Linked DNA regions of Mus musculus: all the other regions are linked to region 1. The links are chromatin contacts, called in public HiChIP or PLAC-seq and promoter capture Hi-C maps. All regions are on one chromosome and are shown on one strand. The core of a region is the stretch at or near the end of the contact, and the rest is flanking DNA. Distances in the headings are between cores, read along the strand shown.

What was found. Promoter capture Hi-C pulls out the DNA fragments that hold promoters and counts their contacts. HiChIP or PLAC-seq counts read pairs in DNA pulled down with a chosen protein or histone mark.
Region 2: an H3K27ac HiChIP or PLAC-seq map of large pre-B cells shows a contact between it and region 1, with 2.8 times the contacts expected there. The contact joins the enhancer-like site here to the promoter of Cyp4f17 in region 1. A contact is called at or near these places in 1 of 39 promoter capture datasets (the 3T3-L1 cell line) and 5 of 115 datasets of contacts at active chromatin or transcription factors (bone marrow-derived macrophages, embryonic stem cells, large pre-B cells and 2 more).
Region 3: a promoter capture Hi-C map of hematopoietic stem and progenitor cells shows a contact between it and region 1, with 2.9 times the contacts expected there. The contact joins the promoter of Zfp811 here to the promoter of Cyp4f17 in region 1. A contact is called at or near these places in 4 of 39 promoter capture datasets (the 3T3-L1 cell line, the HPC-7 cell line, HPC-7-derived erythroid cells and 1 more), 1 of 15 datasets of contacts at CTCF or cohesin (the NIH/3T3 cell line), 2 of 115 datasets of contacts at active chromatin or transcription factors (bone marrow-derived macrophages and differentiating embryonic stem cells) and 1 of 9 other capture datasets (embryonic stem cells).
Region 4: an H3K4me3 HiChIP or PLAC-seq map of bone marrow-derived macrophages shows a contact between it and region 1, with 3 times the contacts expected there. The contact joins the promoter of Zfp871 here to the promoter of Cyp4f17 in region 1. A contact is called at or near these places in 4 of 39 promoter capture datasets (cranial neural crest, embryonic stem cells, frontonasal cranial neural crest and 1 more), 4 of 115 datasets of contacts at active chromatin or transcription factors (bone marrow-derived macrophages, effector CD8 T cells, embryonic stem cells and 1 more) and 1 of 9 other capture datasets (embryonic stem cells).
Region 5: a promoter capture Hi-C map of 3T3-L1-derived adipocytes shows a contact between it and region 1, with 2.7 times the contacts expected there. The contact joins the enhancer-like site here to the promoter of Cyp4f17 in region 1. A contact is called at or near these places in 8 of 39 promoter capture datasets (the 3T3-L1 cell line, 3T3-L1-derived adipocytes, the HPC-7 cell line and 5 more), 1 of 15 datasets of contacts at CTCF or cohesin (large pre-B cells), 24 of 484 Hi-C or Micro-C datasets (the 3T3-L1 cell line, 3T3-L1-derived adipocytes, B cells and 18 more), 3 of 115 datasets of contacts at active chromatin or transcription factors (bone marrow-derived dendritic cells, embryonic stem cells and stem cell-derived neural progenitor cells) and 3 of 9 other capture datasets (adipose tissue, embryonic stem cells and liver).
Region 6: a promoter capture Hi-C map of neural stem cells shows a contact between it and region 1. The contact joins the promoter of Ephx3 here to the promoter of Cyp4f17 in region 1. A contact is called at or near these places in 16 of 39 promoter capture datasets (the 3T3-L1 cell line, the C10 cell line, the HPC-7 cell line and 11 more), 1 of 15 datasets of contacts at CTCF or cohesin (the NIH/3T3 cell line), 1 of 484 Hi-C or Micro-C datasets (embryonic stem cells), 5 of 115 datasets of contacts at active chromatin or transcription factors (bone marrow-derived macrophages, craniofacial prominence, embryonic stem cells and 1 more) and 2 of 9 other capture datasets (adipose tissue and liver).

Annotation. Positions count from the first base shown.
Region 1 is chr17:32,505,082-32,507,873 of GRCm38.p6, reverse strand. It overlaps Cyp4f17 (cytochrome P450, family 4, subfamily f, polypeptide 17), which reads right to left and starts at 1,390. Exons shown (of 13, transcript NM_001101445.2): 1 at 1,296-1,390; 2 at 782-980. The coding sequence starts at 979.
Region 2 is chr17:32,049,935-32,052,885 of GRCm38.p6, reverse strand. Rrp1b (ribosomal RNA processing 1 homolog B (S. cerevisiae)) reads right to left here. Exons shown (of 16, transcript NM_028244.2): 6 at 2,808-2,937; 7 at 1,676-1,740; 8 at 1,037-1,203; 9 at 59-147. Among named protein-coding and RNA genes, the nearest start is that of Rrp1b, 15 kb to the right of the region's middle. Within about 2 kb of position 1,610, at least 33 of the 459 cell types and tissues checked have an H3K27ac peak or open chromatin away from gene starts, as enhancers often do. A contact at or near this core is called in microglia, where this site is marked.
Region 3 is chr17:32,808,390-32,811,276 of GRCm38.p6, reverse strand. It overlaps Zfp811 (zinc finger protein 811), which reads left to right and starts at 1,346. Exons shown (of 4, transcript NM_183177.3): 1 at 1,346-1,495. The coding sequence starts at 1,493.
Region 4 is chr17:32,786,801-32,789,963 of GRCm38.p6, reverse strand. Zfp871 (zinc finger protein 871) reads left to right here and starts at 1,677. Exons shown (of 4, transcript NM_172458.3): 1 at 1,677-1,826. The coding sequence starts at 1,824. Gm17115 (predicted gene 17115) reads right to left here and starts at 1,570. Exons shown (of 2, transcript NR_168031.1): 1 at 891-1,570; 2 at 1-577.
Region 5 is chr17:32,206,385-32,209,555 of GRCm38.p6, reverse strand. The region is part of intron 12 of Brd4 (bromodomain containing 4); the gene reads left to right. Among named protein-coding and RNA genes, the nearest start is that of Ephx3, 18 kb to the right of the region's middle. Within about 2 kb of position 1,490, at least 59 of the 459 cell types and tissues checked have an H3K27ac peak or open chromatin away from gene starts, as enhancers often do. A contact at or near this core is called in 3T3-L1-derived adipocytes, adipose tissue, brown adipocytes and 3 more, where this site is marked.
Region 6 is chr17:32,188,021-32,190,989 of GRCm38.p6, reverse strand. It overlaps Ephx3 (epoxide hydrolase 3), which reads left to right and starts at 1,520. Exons shown (of 7, transcript NM_001347341.2): 1 at 1,520-1,955; 2 at 2,119-2,204; 3 at 2,422-2,579; 4 at 2,686-2,814. The coding sequence starts at 1,542.

The DNA of each region.
Region 1 (2,792 bases), core at 141-2,640:
TGGGAGATCCAATGCCTTCTTCTGAACTCTTTGAGCAATAGGCACACACATGGTACACAAGCACCAATGTTGGCAAGATACATACATATAAAATATATATATAATATATAATATATATATATTATATATTTTATATATTATATAATATATAATAAATATATAAAAATATATTATATGTTTTATATATTATATACAATATATAATAAATCTCATTTAAAAAAAGAAAGAAGAAGAAGGAAGGAAGAAAGGAAAGAAAGAAAGAGAGAGAGAGAGAGAGAGAGAGAGAAAGAATTTTAAAAATTGGAGAGGAGGGATGTCAACTTCTGCCATTCAGCATCGCTGTCCCTCAAGAGACTCTGGCCAGCAGAGATGGGCTAAGAAAGGAGCATACCCAATTTATTCCACTAGAAAGGCTCAACTCCAACAACGTTAAGTGAAATAGCACATTGAGGGGGAGAGCTCTGCTCCCTCAACCTATCCTGGGGTGGGGTGGGGTGGGGGGCACTAACAACACAGAACAGGACTGAACAAGCAACAGAAAGAGATCTTAAAACATGAGTTCTTATCAGAATGTGATCCGAAGTTAGCTGGGAACGAGAAAGGGCAAAAAAGAAAAAAGCCTCAAAACGTGGTGTAGACAGAGGCCAGGAGTAGATATGCCGGGTATGTGACTAGATAGAGACTCACTCAGCCTCCCTCCCTCACCTCTCCACCCTCTCACGACTCCCAGGTTCCTAAGAGCCTTTCCTGACACACCAGACCTACCTGCTGCCACACTCACCATGCTCATGTGACCCCAAAACCAGTGCCGCGAAGGGGGCTCGGGGAAGCAGCGGAGACGGCAGTAGTTGTCATAGAAGGCACAAATCCAGGTCAGAATTCGAGCCAGGAACAAGGAGGCCCCAACCAACTGCAGAAGTTGCCATGGGAAGGCAGCTCCAGGCCCCAGTCCCAGCCAGGACAGGCCCAGCTGTAGCATCCTGCAAGAAAGATAGGCCAGAAGTGAGATCCTGAGGCCCAGGAGACAGAGGTGGCCCTCCATGGTCACTGGACAGAGATGGTGACTTAGAGGACTAGAACACAGGAAGGAAAAGGGACACCCAGGGCTACGGAGAGACAGAGAATCAGGCAGGAGAGAGGCAGATAGGATCTGTTTATAGTCTGCGTTGGCCTAGACTGAAGCACAGGTATGTAGCGTAGTAACTGGGAAATCAGGCCTGCCTGCAGAGCCACCCCAGCTGTAACAGAGCTTCCACTGTTCAGTAGGGGCCTTCCGTGTGTCCCAAGTCCGGCACCTTTTCTCAGGAGTAATGCGTCCCAGAAACGTCCGCTCTTCCCTGGAAATGTTTTTGATCCTGGCTACCGGCTGAGCAGGACGATGAGCTGGACTGAGCCAATCCCTCGGTGGCCCAGAGCCCTCCTCCCAGCCTGGGTAGAATATCAAAATGCGGGGGGCGGGGGCGGGGGCGGGGCGGGGGCGGGGCCAACCCGAAGCAATTGGAGCCAATCCAGGGTCACATGTCCAGGCAAGCAGGGTCCTCAGGATTCAACACCTTCCATCTGAACCAAGACAAAGGTGTCTAGAGACCCAAAGTTTACAATCTGTCCCGTTCTCACTAGGCTCCGCAGGTCCTCTGAGGACCTGCAGGCTAGAGGGCAGCAGGCAGTGTTTTCCAGTTCGGACTGAAAGGATCCGAGCCTCTGCCTACCAGCTGCACAACCTGGCAGAATTCTCCCTCCAAGTAATCCAGGTTCCGAGTGGAGACAAGACTTCCAGAAACAAAGAATCCGGCCGTGCTGGAACGGACTAAAAGAGATTCTGAAGATTAAAACTCCCAGCTGAGGGACCAGAGTTCAGTTAGGAAGTAGGTGGGAGGGGTCAAGCTGAGCCGCCAGTCGTGGGGAAATCCAGGCAGGCGAGAAGAGAGAGGGGGTTGTGGGCTCCGGGTCAGCAGCACCACGTTGAGAGCTCCAAGAGAAAAACACCATTCACAATACAAAGGCAGGCCCATCTGAATAACACTATTATTCATTCAACTGAAAGGGTAAAAGCCCAAGGATGCGCAAGTGACGGACTTCAAGCCGTAAAAGATATCTATAACTGCCAACCCAGACTGCTGCATCCAGAAAAGCTGTCTGTCATAAAGAAGGACATTTTTTTTAACTATCAGCGGTAAAAATAGAACAAAGGCATTTATGAGCACTGAGCCAGCTCTACAGAAGATGCTTGATAGAATCCTTCAGGCTGAAGAGGGGGAAATCAGGCCACAAAGTCCAGGAAATAAATAAATAAATAAATAAAACACACTAGAATATTATTAAAGCAAGAGAGGAAGAAGGAGGAAAACAAAATCAACAAAATTGCAGGAATCAACAAACACCTTTCAATAACTCGGGTGTTCTCAGTCTCAACTGCACCCCAGATAAAGGCACAAGCATGGATCTGCTGCTTCTAAGAAATATCTCACTACAAGAGGCAGATAAGATTCTAGCTCAGGGTGAAAGGACGCTAAGCTATCTCAGGGGACAGGAAGATGGCTCAGTGTGAATGCACCTGCAGCCAAGACTAACAGCTTCACTCTGCTCCATAGAACTGACCAGCATGATGAAAGGAGAGAATTGACTCCTGCAAACTGTCCTCTGGCCTCCACACCCATGGCATGACAGGCACGTGTGCCCACACACACACACACACACACACACACACACACACACACAAATAAATAAAATGTTAGTTCACAGACTTTTAAGGGTATGCCAAGGAAATGGACCTAGAACACAAGCAAGCAAGT
Region 2 (2,951 bases), core at 361-2,860, 460 kb after region 1:
TCTAGCCAAGCCATCCCAGGTCAACCCACATTCTATTAAAAGCAAAAGCTGCTCCCACCTGGAGAGGTGACCCTGAATCTTTCAAGGCTGCACAGATGTCTCTTTCTCTGCTGCCAATGACTCCGTCTCTGAGGCATTCGTCTAGTGCTGCCAAAACACATCCAAAGACAAAGACACAGTCTTGACATTCAAGAATGGATGTGGCTCAGTCCCTCCAGGCTCTGGGTTCAATCCCCATTACCAGGGAGAACACCAGTGACTGCTGCCTGGGGAGATACTTGAAACTGGTCTCCTAAAAATCCTGGTCTTTATTTTATATGCGAAGCTCCAGGTTTTGCCCCTAGGACCAACCCCATACTGAACAACCCTACCCCCACAAAAGGACTCAAGCCTGCAGGAAGGAAGCTGTGTGCTGGAGGGGAGCCAAGGGAACAAGTGCTCCTGACTGCACGGCAGTTCTCACAGGCACAGGCCAAACGTCTCACAAAGGAGGTGAATGGGCTAGGAGGGACAGAAAGAACTTGGCCTAGTGTGAGTGGTGTTGGGACCAACTGTCCACATGTGTCTTTTATGTACCCTGATTTATTTTTTGGGAGGTCTATATGCAGTGAGATGTCAACAAAGTGCTTGATGAAGACTTAAAAACCAAGAACAGAGGAGCCAGCAGGCTTCATCAGGCAAGTACAAGGGGCCCGGATTCAACCTTCAGAATTCACATAAAAAACTCCTGGGCATGGCAGTACAGGCTTCTGGGCTCAGCACAGGGAAGGCAGCAACAGGCGTATCCCTGGGACTCACCAGCCAGCCAGTCCAGCCTAATTAGGCATCTTCCAGGGCAATGAGGAACCTCACCTCAAAATAGGGGTGGGTGAAAGCTGAACAGTGACTCCCAGTGCTGACATCTGGCCTCCACATGAAAGTGTGCGCGAGCACACGCGTTCGTGCACACAGACAAAACTGGTATATAGAAATGAGGAAAACCCAGGCAGCCAATCGACCCAACAGAAAGGAAAGAGTATAAGAGGAAGCCTCTCACCAGCCTTCTTCCCACTGACTGCCTTCCTACAGGCCAACGCCTTCGTAGGGAAGCCACTGCCATCCTCTTTGGTTTTCCGCTCCTCCACAGACTCTTGAGGTACACAGGCAGACTGATCTACAATGACTTCAAAAACACCCCTCGCTACAGTCTGTACCAGCGTGTGGCTGAGGGCAGAAACACATCGGAGAGAACAGGATGAAAACACTTGGCCTGGAGCCTGTGCAGACAGGAATACAACGAAGAACAACTCCGGTAAGTGTGTGCATATGCACGTGCCTGCCTGGGGCCTAGTGTGCCCACCAACTGTTAACTGGGACTCAGATACCCCTGAAGCAGGTCCACTCAAGATTCAAGGGATCACGGCATGCCACAGGACAGACAGACAGAAGGTGGGAGTCTGGTGTGGGAGAGGGTCCTGGATTGGCAACCAGGTGCTGCTGATGGGCCAGAACCTATGCCTTCTTTTGTCTGAGCAAGATCTTGTGTAGCCTGGGCTGGCCTGGCCTCAGGCCTGTGAGGGGTGTTAGGAATGGGTGCTCCTTACACTAGACGACTGCTTGGTACTGTACTGCGTGACAGAACCCCACCCAAGGGCACCAAGGAAGCAGTGAGAACGCACGGGCCAGAGCCACTTACTCCTTAGTCTTGGCAGCAATTCTGCAGAATGGATCGATTAACTTGAGGTTCTGGTCCGCTAAGAGCTGCAATTCAGACATAAAACAGAGGGAAAGTAAGGGAAGATAGCCTTTTCTCTTCTCTGACATGTTCTAGGACAGGAAGCACCTGCCCTTCTCACAGGTCAGATCAGCTGCACGCATGCCCGCCCAAGCAGTCCCAGACACAGGAATCCCAGAGCCCCGCTCTGGCTTTCTGGGTGTTTTAGTGCAGTGACTCAAAGCACCAACTGGTCAGAGCTAAACTGCGGCACTCGTACCTCTCCAGACAGCTGGTTGTGGCACCTGCCTAGCAGAAGGTCCTAGCTAGCTCCAGAAAGGCAAGGAAACTATGAATACTATTCTCATGCTGGTGCTGACTCAGCACGAGACAAAGCCATTCTTTATGTTTACACTTCATTCACTCGTTCACTGATTCAGTAGAAGTGTACGTGGTTGCTCCTCTCAAAAAATTTTCATTTATAAGTTCCTTTACTTAATATATGTACAAAACATTCACTACAGAATGTCAAAGAGAAGAGTAGAAATTGTTTATACTCCCAAACTAAGAAAATCATCTGTCTATAAAAGCGCACCTTTTCCTTCCAGCGTTTTGTCTGCTTATATTGGGTAATATGTGTAGTGCTATCTACTGCCTTTCCACACAGCTTTGGAAATACTCACTCAACATAGCCTGCCATTTTTTTTTCTTCTGTTGAACCCTGAAAACTGTTTCCAACTCTTTCTGCAGGGGGAGGAGGCAGGGTCTTGCTAAGTAGCATGGGCCACCCTGGAACATGAGATTTAGCTGTTTCAGTGCTGAGATTATAGATGTATAGCACCAAGCCTTTACATGGGCCTTCATTCCTAGCTCAAATGACCTTCCTGCCTCAGCTACTCCTGAAGCTGTGTGTGGCACAATCCTACTTTATAGGTAAGACTTCTAGATATATGTACAGTGTGCAGTTCTGTCTACAAGTCCACTAGCTGTCTGAGACAGGGTCCCAGGATGGGAGAAGCCCAAGGAGGCTGCTGTTTCTGATAGTACCCATAGCCACCCCAGGCATGGCAGTCCCAGCCCTCTGCTGGGTGGGGCGGACGGCACTGCTCCTCACCTCCGCCCCTCCCACTGTGGTAAGCTCCTCCAAGTACACATCAATCAAGTGGGTTCTCACGCCATTGGGAGACTGACTCTCAGGACTCAGGATCTCCTTCATCAGGATGTCCAAAAACAGTGTGATTTGGCTGAAGAAGAAGAA
Region 3 (2,887 bases), core at 97-2,596, 300 kb before region 1:
CTTTATTTCCTTCCCTTTTAGGCCCCACTGTTGTATTTGACATTAACCTGACAGAAATGAATGTTTTCTTAAAAGAGCCTTTAGCTTTAACAATATTGAAACAGTGAATTCCAAGAAATTGAGATTTCTCTGGGAATCTGGTATTGGGAGAAGAAAACCCTGGGCCAGAGCTGATGCTCATCTCCTCCAGGAAAGGGATGAACAACCTCACAGAGATGGTGACAGTCCAGTAATGGGTGGCATCACCCCTCATCCTGGACTGCTTAGTATGCCCTGGGCTTTAACTTAAACTTCAGTCTCACTTTAGTAACCCCAAGATAGACTAGTGGGGAATCACTGGGTCTTTTTGTTCCTCTTCCCAACATAGCCACATTGCATAAATTTCTTCTTTTCTGGTTTTCCCTACTAATTTGCATGTTTGTCTTCACGAGGTTGGGTGGCTGAACCTGGCTTCTTATAGACTGTGACCTCAAGTTTAGTAACAGCCATCAGGAACAATCTGACTCAGTGTCTCTCTTGCATTTGACCCTTGTATATATCTGCATGGACAAGCTGAACTGTACAGCACCTCCTGTCCAAACATTGACTATTTGGAGTCAGATAATAGTGTGCTTGTGGAACACACCAGAAGTCACTGGGTCAAATTAAACACTGGATCCTTGTTAAAGCGTGAGGACTTTGCTGGTATGTTTGACCTCTTTCTATAAATTCCACTTTCTGTATGCCTTCAATAATTTCATTCCTTCATATGTTTTCTATGCTATTGACTGAATATAGGTAGCCTCCATCCCTCCCTCACACACACTCTCTCTGTGTCTGTCTCCCTCCCTCCCTTACTCCCTCTCTCCCTCTCCCCTCTCCCCTCTCCCCTCTCCCCTCTCCCCTCTCCCCTCTCCCCTCTCCCCTCTCCCCTCTCCCCTCTCTCTCCTATTCCAGACCTGGTATGCCTTTTGTCTTCTATGGTGCGATGGGGCTGTTTCCATAGACACCGAGTCTGGAATCCCTCTGTGCTTCTGTAACCCCATCAGAAAGGGGAGGAAGCAAGAATTGCCCGCTGAGCAAGTGTTGGGTCAGGAAAGCTGGGACAGGGCTCTGCTTCTGCCCTTTCCCACTGTGGGGCCAGTGAGGATCTAGGAAAGTACTCTATGCAGTCTGGGTAGGCTTGAACCTAAAATTTCTAATTTGAATCTCAATGTGGTAGGTGAGTGTGCTCCTCCAGTCGCTAAAGCTTTAGGAGGCGGGTCTGTGGATTGATGGCCAACCAGGCAAGTTGTTTTGGGATGCATATCCAATGAAATATCCAGGCATTAGGAAGATGGCCGCTACGTATCACTGAGACATCCCCTTTTGGTCCCCGCCTTATTTGGGGATCTGGATTGTTAGCATCTGTACAGGGAATCTCCAGGTCTCTCTCTCTCTCTACTCCATTTCTGCCTCACCTCCACTGACTGCAGGAACTACAAGAGGACACTAGGACATCATGTCTCTGGAAATGGTTCGTGCGGGCGATTGTGGCAGTGGGGTACAGCTCTCGTCTGCAGAGGGGTCTCTCTGACTCTGATGAGCCTCAGAGCGGGATCCTCCGGGTGGAGCTGGTCCAGGCTGCCCTGTCTCTTGCTGAGCGCTCACTGAAGCAGACACATCTGGTCTCTCGCAGTGCCAGGTCTAGGCAGAGTGGGTGGTGGTGGCAGAGGGTGGTGGAGACTAGGTACTCGGGTTGGGGGTTCTGCACCAGAGGAGGTAAGAGGTGTGTTGACCCCCGGATCTTGTGCATGTTATTCTGAAACATACAGAGACATGGATCTTTTTTACACTGTCACGATTTATTAAATAGCCAATAAATTCTTTTTCCTTGACTACAGTTTTCCAAGTAAGCCCGATTTTGCCTTCTTTCTGGCCGTGGGCAGCCACTGCTCTTTTATTCCAATCTTAATCACTAACATTAAACCACATATTAACATTTCACACAATAATGAACCAAAACACAGGTTGCAGAATGGTTAAGAAAGTGTTAGAAAGGCTTGAAAGCACACAAAGCTTTACTGGAGTCCAGGCATTGGAGCTAATACGGGGACAAAGAGGGCTGTTGAGGATCGAATAATTCTCATCGATCAACTAAGCCGGAGAAACTGCGAGGACAAAGGCGGGAGGGAGTCCTTGCCCACGGTTATTCCCCTTCTCTTGACAGCTGACCCTGTGATCACTGCCTGTGTGCCACACTCTGGTTTTGGGGTGCTCCTTGTAGAAATTCAGGTGAGGGGTTGCATATATTGTGGTTGATAAGCTCATGCGTCTAGTGTTTTTGATAAAATTTGGTACATTTTCAGGAGTTGTTTACTGATGTCACTTTGTGCCTTCTGGAGTGCTGGCAAATAGTAGCTCTTTTTCCTCTATGAGATCTTATGCTTAAAACTCGAGCAAATCAGATTAACGTTGTTGCTGAACACAATGGAGCCATTCTAGGTTTGGCATAACCTGCAACATGAACTAACTACAAGCAGCCCGCCCCCACGCCCCCCTCCACCCCCCCCCACCCCCCCCACCCCCCCCCACCCCCCGCCGTCTTTTCCTTGTCTCATTTCAGTGGCACCTGCTTTTCCAATGAGCCTTGCAGGTTGCTCTAGTCTCATCCTGTCGCTGCAGTAACATACTGACTGAAGGCAGCATGGCTCGTGAGGAAAGGGTTCTTTTGGCTTATTATTTTCAGGTCACAGTTCATCATTGAAGGAATTCAGAGGGAAAGCTCAGGCAAGCACTTGAAGCAGACACCATGGAGGAATGCTGGCTGGCTTATAAACTCATGCTAAAATAGCTTTCTTATACAGCCCAGGACCCCCTGCCTAGGGAAGGTTCTTTTCATCATAGACTGGGCCTTCCCACATCAATT
Region 4 (3,163 bases), core at 428-2,927, 280 kb before region 1:
AGTCAATTTGAAGTTGGCTGAATGTCCTGGGCAGGAGAAACCACACTGGAGATGGAGTCCAAGGACTGACTCAGTTCTTCCCGTGTTGATGACAAACAGTAGGCAAGGAAAAAGTAACTACAAGGGGACAGTAGTGACATGAGGGTGCAGAGGAGGGAAGCTTGTTTAAAAGTACAGAATTGCAAGCAGATAACCTAAAGCCGTCCCAGCCATTAGCAGCAGGCTGAGACCAGAGACCCTGAAAACCAGGCCAGCCTGTGTTCCTTGGGGAAATCTCTGAAAGGGAAAATAATACAGAAACGATAGGGAAAGGAACTAGAGAGAAAAGAGGTAAAAATGGAAAGCAGAGAAGGACACAGTCTGCTAATTTGTCAGTAAATATTAAATATTTTTTATAAATGTGAAGAAGAGAGAACTGGGTGGGAGTCTGAAGAGTTGGGGGCTGGAACGCTGGCTTCGTGGTTTAGAGTGCATATTGTTTTTGTAAAGTACCCAAATTCTGTACCAGGACCCACGTTCTGCAGTTTATAAGTCCATCTCCGCGGATTCAGTGCCCTCTTCTGGCCTCCATGGGCATCTGTTCTTGCGTGACATGCACACAGACACACAAACATATTTTTAAAAAAATAATAAATTCTTAAACAAAATCTGTAAATGCCATCTAGTCATCTTGCTGGCTGCGCCTCAAGTCTTTTTAGCTTTCCTATTTTCGCTCCTGTCTTCTAAAATATCACTTAAAATACCTGTCTGCAGGTTCCCTGACATTGTTCCAAGCTTGCACCTTCTTCACCTTCTTCACAGCAGGAATCTATTATCTGTCTACTGCTTCCCACCCCCACCCCCCCACCCCCGGCCTCTTATAACGCTTTCAGCACCCAGAGCAGGCTTACAATTCCAATCTTCTCTCTTCAAGGCTTCCTTTCTGATTTCTACCATTCCTCTGTGAACTTAGTTCTACCTCCGCAGTCAGGCTGGTTCTCCTGATTGCAGGAATGTCTGCCCTGGAAGTCATCTGTGGAGTATTCCAGGTTTATGTGTTCAGAGTCCTGGAGCTCCGCTGCGACCTGCGCAAACTTCCACTTACTGAAGAATCTTTGGAATGCTTCGAATCTTAAGAATGGTTCTGTGTCCTTCCATTCCCAAAATGTTTTGCTCTAGAAGTGACTTTGTGAGGGCAATAGTGGCGAGGTGGGTTCAAGAGAGAATTTGAAAAGAGTAAGCAGAATGGGTAAATCCCCAGCCACAGAGACCTTGGTGACAACCATCGATCACAAAATGAGAGAGAATATTAGAAGCGCAGCCAAATAGGCATAATTCACATCATTCTTTTCAATGCCATTTCTCACTCACGCAAATAGAATTTAGCCGACATCTTTGCTTTGTTAAAGAATAGACTTCTACGTATGTTTAAATCCATGTAAAATATAAAGTATTCATCCCCTTCACACGTAACGCCAGAAGTAGAGTTTGGGAATCCCACCTCCAGTTTAGACCCCAAGTATCAAGCCTTACGTTCGGATTAGAGGTTTGGCGCCACAGTACACTCGAGAGGATGCTTTTTCTGTCATTTAAGCATTGGGAGGCGTGCACGTGACTCACTGGCCAGTAAGAAAAGTTGCTTGGCTGCATAAACTGTCCAATGAGATTTTCAGATGTTGAGAGAGGGCGGGCACAGAAGCGGAGGATGCCACTTCCCGTCCAGCCATTTTAGGCGTTTGTGTCTTCTGTGGAGAGAGACCCGCAGGTTGTTTTCCCCAGTGTCTGTGTTCCATCCACTTACTGCAAGAGCTGCCGGAGAACAGCAGGACACCCGGTGATTGGAAATGGTACGTGCGGCCAGGCGTCCCGGCTGCGGGGAGGGCGCCGCTAGAAGCGGAGGCGGCAGTGGGGACGCGGCCTTCCAGGGCAGCTGAGTCTGCATCTCATCTGCTCTGCTGGGCCGCGCTGCCCGGGTCCCTCTGGGTGGAGCTGGGCCATCAGGCAGAGCTGCGGTCCTGTCCTTTGCTAAGAGCTCAGTGCTGCGGCCATGGCCTCCCTAGGCATCCGGGCACCCGCAGCGACGCGGCTCCGCAGCCTGGGCGGTGGCGGCAGCGTCGCGGTGAGACACGGGACCCTGGAATTCGTGTGTGTGTGTGTGTGTGTGTGTGTGTGTTGGGGGGCAGGGAAGCCGCAGGGTGTGGTGACCTTGTGTCCTGGGCGTGTTGTCATAAACAGGGGGGACAAGTTTGTGTGTTTCCAATGCCAGAATTTATCGAATAATTAATAATTCACAAGTCATGTGTATTTCGTTAATAATTAATCCAGTAGTCCCGATTTTGCTAACCAGCCATTGGCAATCAACGCGTTTTTATATAACAATCTAATTGCTAACGTTAACTGGAAGATCACACATGAACATTTCACACAAAAACATACAAAATGTGCAGATCACAGAATGACTAAGAGCCAAAGTGGTTGAGTTTAGAGTCTGTCCTGAAGTAGGAGGCATTGAGCTGAGGCGGGTGCAAAGAAGAATCTGAAAGGGGACCAATGATGATGTCCTAGCAGTGTAGACACAGAGATGTCAAGTATACGCGCACCGAACGTTGAAGTAAGTCAATTTGAAGTTGGCTGAATGTCCTGGGCAGGAGAAACCGCACTGGAGATGGAGTCCAAAGGACTGACTCAGTTCTTCCCTGTGGGTAAGTGTGACAGTTGCCTGCCATCCTTTGGGCTTGGGGATGCTCCTTCGTAGTGCCAGGTGAGGGGATTATATGTTGTATACTTTGTGTGGTGTTTCTAATACAATTTGGTATATTTTTAGTTGTTGATATTGTCAGTTTGTCCCTCCTAGTTTTCTAGGAGATAGTGGGCCTTTTTTTTTTTTTTTTTTTTTTGCTTGCGTAAACAAGTTGTACTGCCCTTCCTTTTTCGGGGGAGGGGCTTTGAGTAACTAGTCCAGGTTGTTATTTAATAAAATGGAGTCATTCTAGGCTTGACGTTGTTGGAAAGCAGATATTCCCTACGGTATCACTGAGTGGTCTGCCCTGGCTTCCTCACTCTTGTCACTCACAGATTCAAGGGGAAGCTGTCTTTAAATTCCATGACCTGTGCCTGTAAGTCAGTGAATCTTAGCATTTCTACCTTCTTCTGCTCTTCCTAAACTCACTGGATAGGCGTAGCC
Region 5 (3,171 bases), core at 241-2,740, 300 kb after region 1:
TTGAGTGGTAGTCCTCCTATGGTCCCACATGAGTGCCCTCCATCTGTCTTTCCTTGATGGCTGTCATGATGGCATTTCCAGCAGCTTTTTGCTACTGTTACAGAAAGAAGACTTTTTTCCCCTAACCCGCCTCCTCACTTAAGTAGAAAGCTTGTGCAACAAGTAACCCGAGAGCCCTGGGAACGGCTGTCCTGGCGGGAAGGAGGGTGGGATTTAAAGTCATGGAGCTGCTGATCGCAGACTTTTAGGCCTTGGCTATGGACCCTGACCATTTTGGCTCCTGGGCTGAGCCTCTCCTTCATTCCAGATGATATCCTTCCCATTTTTGGCTGGCCTCCACTTGTCTTCGTTCAGACCACTAGTTTTTATTTCCTACTATGTACAGAGTGCTGTCTTGTGAAGCTGTTAACATGAGATTTTGTTTTAGAACCCCACATAAGACACAAAAAGACATGGTCATCCATGGACACATGCATATACTAGCAAAACATCTTCTGTCTCCTCATACCACACAGGTACTGCTGTTTGTGATATTTGGAGTGCAGAGGTGGGTGAATACTCTAGTAGCTGATCTCCTGGGTCCAGGAAGCCCAGCCACCTTAGCTAGCCTCTGTAACAAGTAGTACTACCATGTCAGGAGGCCAAGGTAGAGATGGTGTAGACACGGAAGTTGTTTCACTTTGGTCTTTGGGTCTAGTTTATGTTTTTCATGTTCTTATTTTTCTACTTGAATTAAAGCTAAAATTTCTCATGGAACCTATTTTTGTTATTTGTACTAAGGGTCAATTGTACTACCATGGCCCCGGTGATACAGACCATCTAAAGCAACTGAAGAGAAGCATTCAGTAGGGGCTAGAAGGTATACAAGAATGCATAGGGTTAGACCACACTGACGATGAGTGGGTGGGATGCTTTACTGGCTGGATTCCAGCCACTGTGTGATCCTCCATGTGTAGCAACTGCACCAGTGGCCCTTCGTGACATTTGTCTTGAACCCAGTTATTTGTAGTTGGGCTGTTCTGTTTTTCATTGAGCTTTGACTCTAGCTTGAGTCTGGAACTGCTTACTGGTTCCATGTTAGAATAAACAGAATAAGGCCCAGGTGTAACTCCCTTCAACTTTAGGAAGTCTTCAAACTTGGGCGGGGAAAGTCAGGGTGTAAGACACTGTGGCTCTCCTTTCCCAGAACTCTCTCAGTCACCAGTATAGAATCAGATCATCCTTCATATGGGGTAAAGTTCTTTCATTATATTGCTAATATCTGGTTCTCCTCATATATTTTCCACAGGTCTTTGTGAGTATAGGTAGCTACATAGCTAATTATGTGCATCCACTCTGGAGTCACCCCTATAGTGTACCTCAGCTGCCTGGCCTAGAGTGGGATTGGAGCCATACAGTGAGAAAGCTCTGGAAGCGCAGTCTGTTCATGCAAGAGCACGGTCCAGCTATTTTAGTCTTACTTCCTTTTCCCAGGATTGGAACATGTGGGTGTTCCTTAATAGCTCCAGGGTAAAGAGGAATGCGTGGTGTTTTGGAAAGGCTGGAGCTGGGAAGTGCAGACAGGGGCAATGAGACACACTCTAGAGACTCTGATCAGGGAGCCAGCTTCAGCTCCCTGGCCCCAGGATCTTTGAGACTTCCCTTCAGGGGTATAGTGATCCTGCTATCAGAATGTGACAGTTACTTCAGAAAGGGTTAAGGCCTCTTGAGAGTAGGAAATGTACTGAGCCAGGTGGCACCTCCAGAAGCTCAGGAGTTTGAAGGGATTGATTGGGCTTCCCCAGAGTGAGGGCCAGCTTTGTGGAATGTGGCTGAGTGGGCGGGGTTTTCCCAGGCATGTTCTGGGACTAGGGATTGTAACATTTATAATTCCAGCAGTGGCGCCACTCTGCTACATGTGGGAACCAGTCCAGACCCCTCTCTGGACCAGAATCCATATTGGATGTCCTGAAAAAGGATGGAAAGGATAAGGCCTCTTTGACCTCTTCCTTCCCTCAACAATTGTTATGTCACCAATTTGCTTTTAATAGAGATGTGGAAATAGACAGAAATGGCTCTGCTCTATGCCTTCCTCAGTGGGAAGTTTTTTTTTTTAATTGGGGGCTTTTCTTCTCTGACCACTCTATGAGAAAGGGTTGGTAGTTTGCTTTTCTGAAGCTGGTTCCTGGTGACTTTGACACACCTGGCTGGTGAGATAGCTTGGGGGCAGTGGGCACCTCTCACATGTAAGAGGGACTTCAGGAGTAAAGAAAATACCAGAATACATAGTCAGGGCACATGGAACTCATTAGCAGAATCAGTTTTGTTTAGAAGTGCAGACAAGCTTCAAACAATTTTAGAGACTTGTACATACACTGTGGCCTTTCTGTGGTGTAGATTTATCCATCCCTGCCAAGGCAGGCCAGTCAAGGATGGGGCTCTTGGTTTCCAACAAGGTCTTCTTGAGCCCTTTCAGTCACTAGGGCACAGAACCTGGCCCAGTCTGCAATTCTTCTGTTCTTGTAACTTGAACGGTACATTCCACACCATTCTCTCACACTGGTTTCTTTCTCCCTCTATTAGGTCCTGCCTAATCATTGGACACGGACTCTTAATAAAACGGTCTTCAGTTCCAGATTCCTTCCCAGCGAGCTATAGCTTAAGTCCCATTTTCTTCTGTGAAAGGGACAGGACTCCATCAAGTTATGGAATTGCTCAGAGCCCTGGGCCTATCCCCTGGGGTGGATTAGTCATGTCCAGCAGCACACACCTAGTTTCACCTTCAGGAAGGCTGCCTGCCTGGCCTGCTGCCTGGGCCTCTCTGTACAAAGACTGCCTGGCTATCCTGCCCAGCCTCCCTGGTCATCTGGGGTCCTCTGGGTGGGTGGCATCTCCTAGAGGGTGATAATAATCCTCCTCTATGCATACATGTGGTGCTGCTCTGTGTGCAAAGCCTGATCACAGTGTGTTTCCTCTCTTCGTCCCTTCCATCTTTTTCTGAGACTCCAGACCTTGCAGTGACTTTAGCCCAGGAAAGCTAATTCACCGGGAGGATGAACATTGTGACCTCCCATGTGGGGCCACCCTGGTTGGCTTGATCAGATGGAAGCTGTGACCAGCTTTACCTGGCACGTAGCCTCCTGAATTCTCCTTCAGTCTCTGTTGTTCCCGTAGAGTACTAAAAGTTCAAGT
Region 6 (2,969 bases), core at 271-2,770, 320 kb after region 1:
CTTTACAACAGAAAGGACTGTTCTTCAAATACATACTTTTAAAGATGAAAAAGAAAGGAAGTGTATCTCTCTAAATACCTAATATTCCTCTAGATATCTAAGTAACCAGCAGAAGAGATTCTGAAAGCTTGCCAGTAGCCTTGGTGTTGGATGAAGCACAGATGGCTATGTCTACGTTGTTTTGCTGCTAAGCCAGATGTATGACTTCAGGCAAAATGACCTCACCCCCAAATTTCAGGTTCATAATCTGTACTGTGAGGATATGATAATGCAGGGCTACTCTAGGGTTAAATAATGGGTGTCCCTAAAATAGTCTAAGATCTTGGGAAAGGTTGCAAGAGAAGCAGACTCATTACTGAGACACAATTCTTGCTTGACACCATGCCCCGTCATGCTAGGCACTGCCCTATTTCCTCTTTCAACCAGAGCCTCCGTAATCCAATATGCCCAGGCCAACTCCAGGTTTCAAATCCAGCCTGTTCTCTAGGAGGCAGGGTCTGCCCTTGGCTGTCATCTGAGCTTGGCCTTCAACTCTGGCAATTTAGCACTTAAGCCCCACCTGTCCTTAGAAACCAGTGCCCGCTGGATGATGGACCCCCTAAGCCAACGGGACGAGAGGACAAAGAAGGGTTGGAACCAGGACAATGGGTCTCATTCAGGGCAGGGTCTTCTAGGTCAAGCCCTCCAGCTTGGAAGGCAAACGGTGAGACTCCTACTGCCCACACCTACCTACAATTCCCAGCTATGTAACGTTATTTGCTCTTCCACTTCTGGGTTTGTTAAACTCTCACTTTCACGTTAGTTTCTTGCCCCTTTCCAGCTCCAGAACAGACTCGTTCTTGGGTCTAGATTCTACCCAAGCCAACAAACCTATCCTCAGTCTTTCTCATCCAAATACAGACTCCACCTAATTCCCCTTCCTCCTTCATAAGCCACACCCCTTAACCTCTACCTTAGATATGCCTCGCTCCTTTGATCAAAGCTCCACCCATCTCAGAGTTCCAAGCTCCACCCATCTCAGAGTTCCTCCCTTCCTTCGTCCTGGATTCAACTCTCCTTCCTTAGAGCTTTGCCAGTGGCTTTTTTTTTTTTTTGGGGGGGGGGGGTTGTAGCTCTGGCTAGTCTAGAACTTTAGATATAAATCATCTGCCCTTGAACTCAGAGATCCATTTGCCTCGGCCTCTTGAGTGCTGAGATTAAAGCATAGAGGGGTGCATGTGCTGCAGTATATGTGTGAACAGTTGAGAGTCAGTCCTCTCCTTCCACTTGTGGTTCCCTGGGATCAAAGTTAGATGGGCAGGTGTGCTGCCAAGTGCTCTTACCTGCCGAGCCTTTTCTAGGTCCTGAACACTGCCACCTGCTACAGAAATTTTAATTCTCTGTTCCTGTTTAAACTCCATCCAGCATGTCCTAGGGCTCCGCCCACGGTCCCTCTTTCCGCAACCTCCGAAACCAGGTCCTCGCAGGCTCCACCCCCAACCCCCTCATCCTTAAGTGTCTCGTTCTGCCCAGGTACTTTAGCTGCCACTTTAGAGTGAGTCATGAGAGGTGGCAGTATCTGTCCGAGCCGCGCATCTGTTTCCTCGACCGGTCCAGTGGACTCCGATAGCACGGTGGAATCCCAAAACAAAGGTGGTGGGCTGCTGGCGCCAGCACCCCTGGCTCAGTCTCCCGACCACGGCGGCTCTGTAGTCGTCCCAGAGCGCAAGGATATGCCGGAGTTTGTGGTGACAGCGCTACTCGCACCCTCACGCCTCTCGCTGAAGCTGCTGCGAGCGCTGGTGATGAGCCTGGTGTACTTGGCTGCCTTGGTGGCCGCGTTTGTCTACAGCTGCATCGCGCTCACCCATGTGATGTGCCGTCCTCGCAGGGGCTGCTGCGGCCGCCAGAGGTTGTCTCCCCCAGAGTGCCTGAGAGACCCCACGCTGGGCGAGCATTGCTTTCTAACCCTCAGGGTGAGTGTTCCTCCCGTGAAGGTAGGTTTCAGGGGGCGGATGCGGATTGAAGAAAGGAGGTTGAAATGTCGGATCTGGAACATCCTTGGGTGTTCAAGTCTCGGGAGGAAGCTCCCATATTTCCTTACCCTTCAGCTCTTACTTAGATTGGGTCCTTCTGCAGAGTTCCGGCCTGCGTCTGCACTATGTCTCTGCTGGTCATGGCAATGGGCCACTCATGCTATTTCTGCATGGCTTCCCAGAGAACTGGTATGTCTGGGCCCCTGGATCCTGATGCTCACTGGACTAGGGAAAGGTAGAGTTCTGACTATGAGGTACTTGGGAAATGGGAACCGGTAGGGTTGAGTAATCCTGGGATTCCACTATTTCCTTCCTAAGAAGTCCAGAGCAGAAAGGTGGGATGGCCCAAAGCTGGGTATAGGAGGTGCATTCTGCTGACTAAACTCCCAACTCCCTTACCCAACAGGTTCAGCTGGCGCTACCAGCTGCGAGAGTTTCAGAGCCATTTCCATGTCGTGGCTGTAGACATGCGTGGTTATAGTCCCTCTGATGCTCCAAAGGAAGTGGATTGTTACACCATTGACTTGTTGTTGGATGACATCAAGGATACCATCCTAGGCCTGGGTATGACTCATCTTCTCATTTTTGCTCCTTTTGGGACCTACTCCTACACGTCTACCTCATCCCTACTGTATCTTATACCATTGTGTCTCTCTCTTCCCACCACCAGGGTACTCCAAGTGCATCCTCGTGAGCCACGACTGGGGGGCCTCCCTTGCCTGGGAGTTCTCCATCTACTACCCATCCCTAGTGGAGCGTATGGTTGTGGCCAATGGTCCTCCCATGTCAGTGATCCAAGGTGTGTTGGACTATGCCTAAAGCCCGTGTATTCACCTGTGACCTGGCACGGGGATCCAGATAAATGCTAGTACACTTAGGAGTAATGTAAATTGTCTTGAGCACTTTCAGGTTGGAGGTGATGGAGTATAGTTAAGTGGTTGCACATTTGTTTAC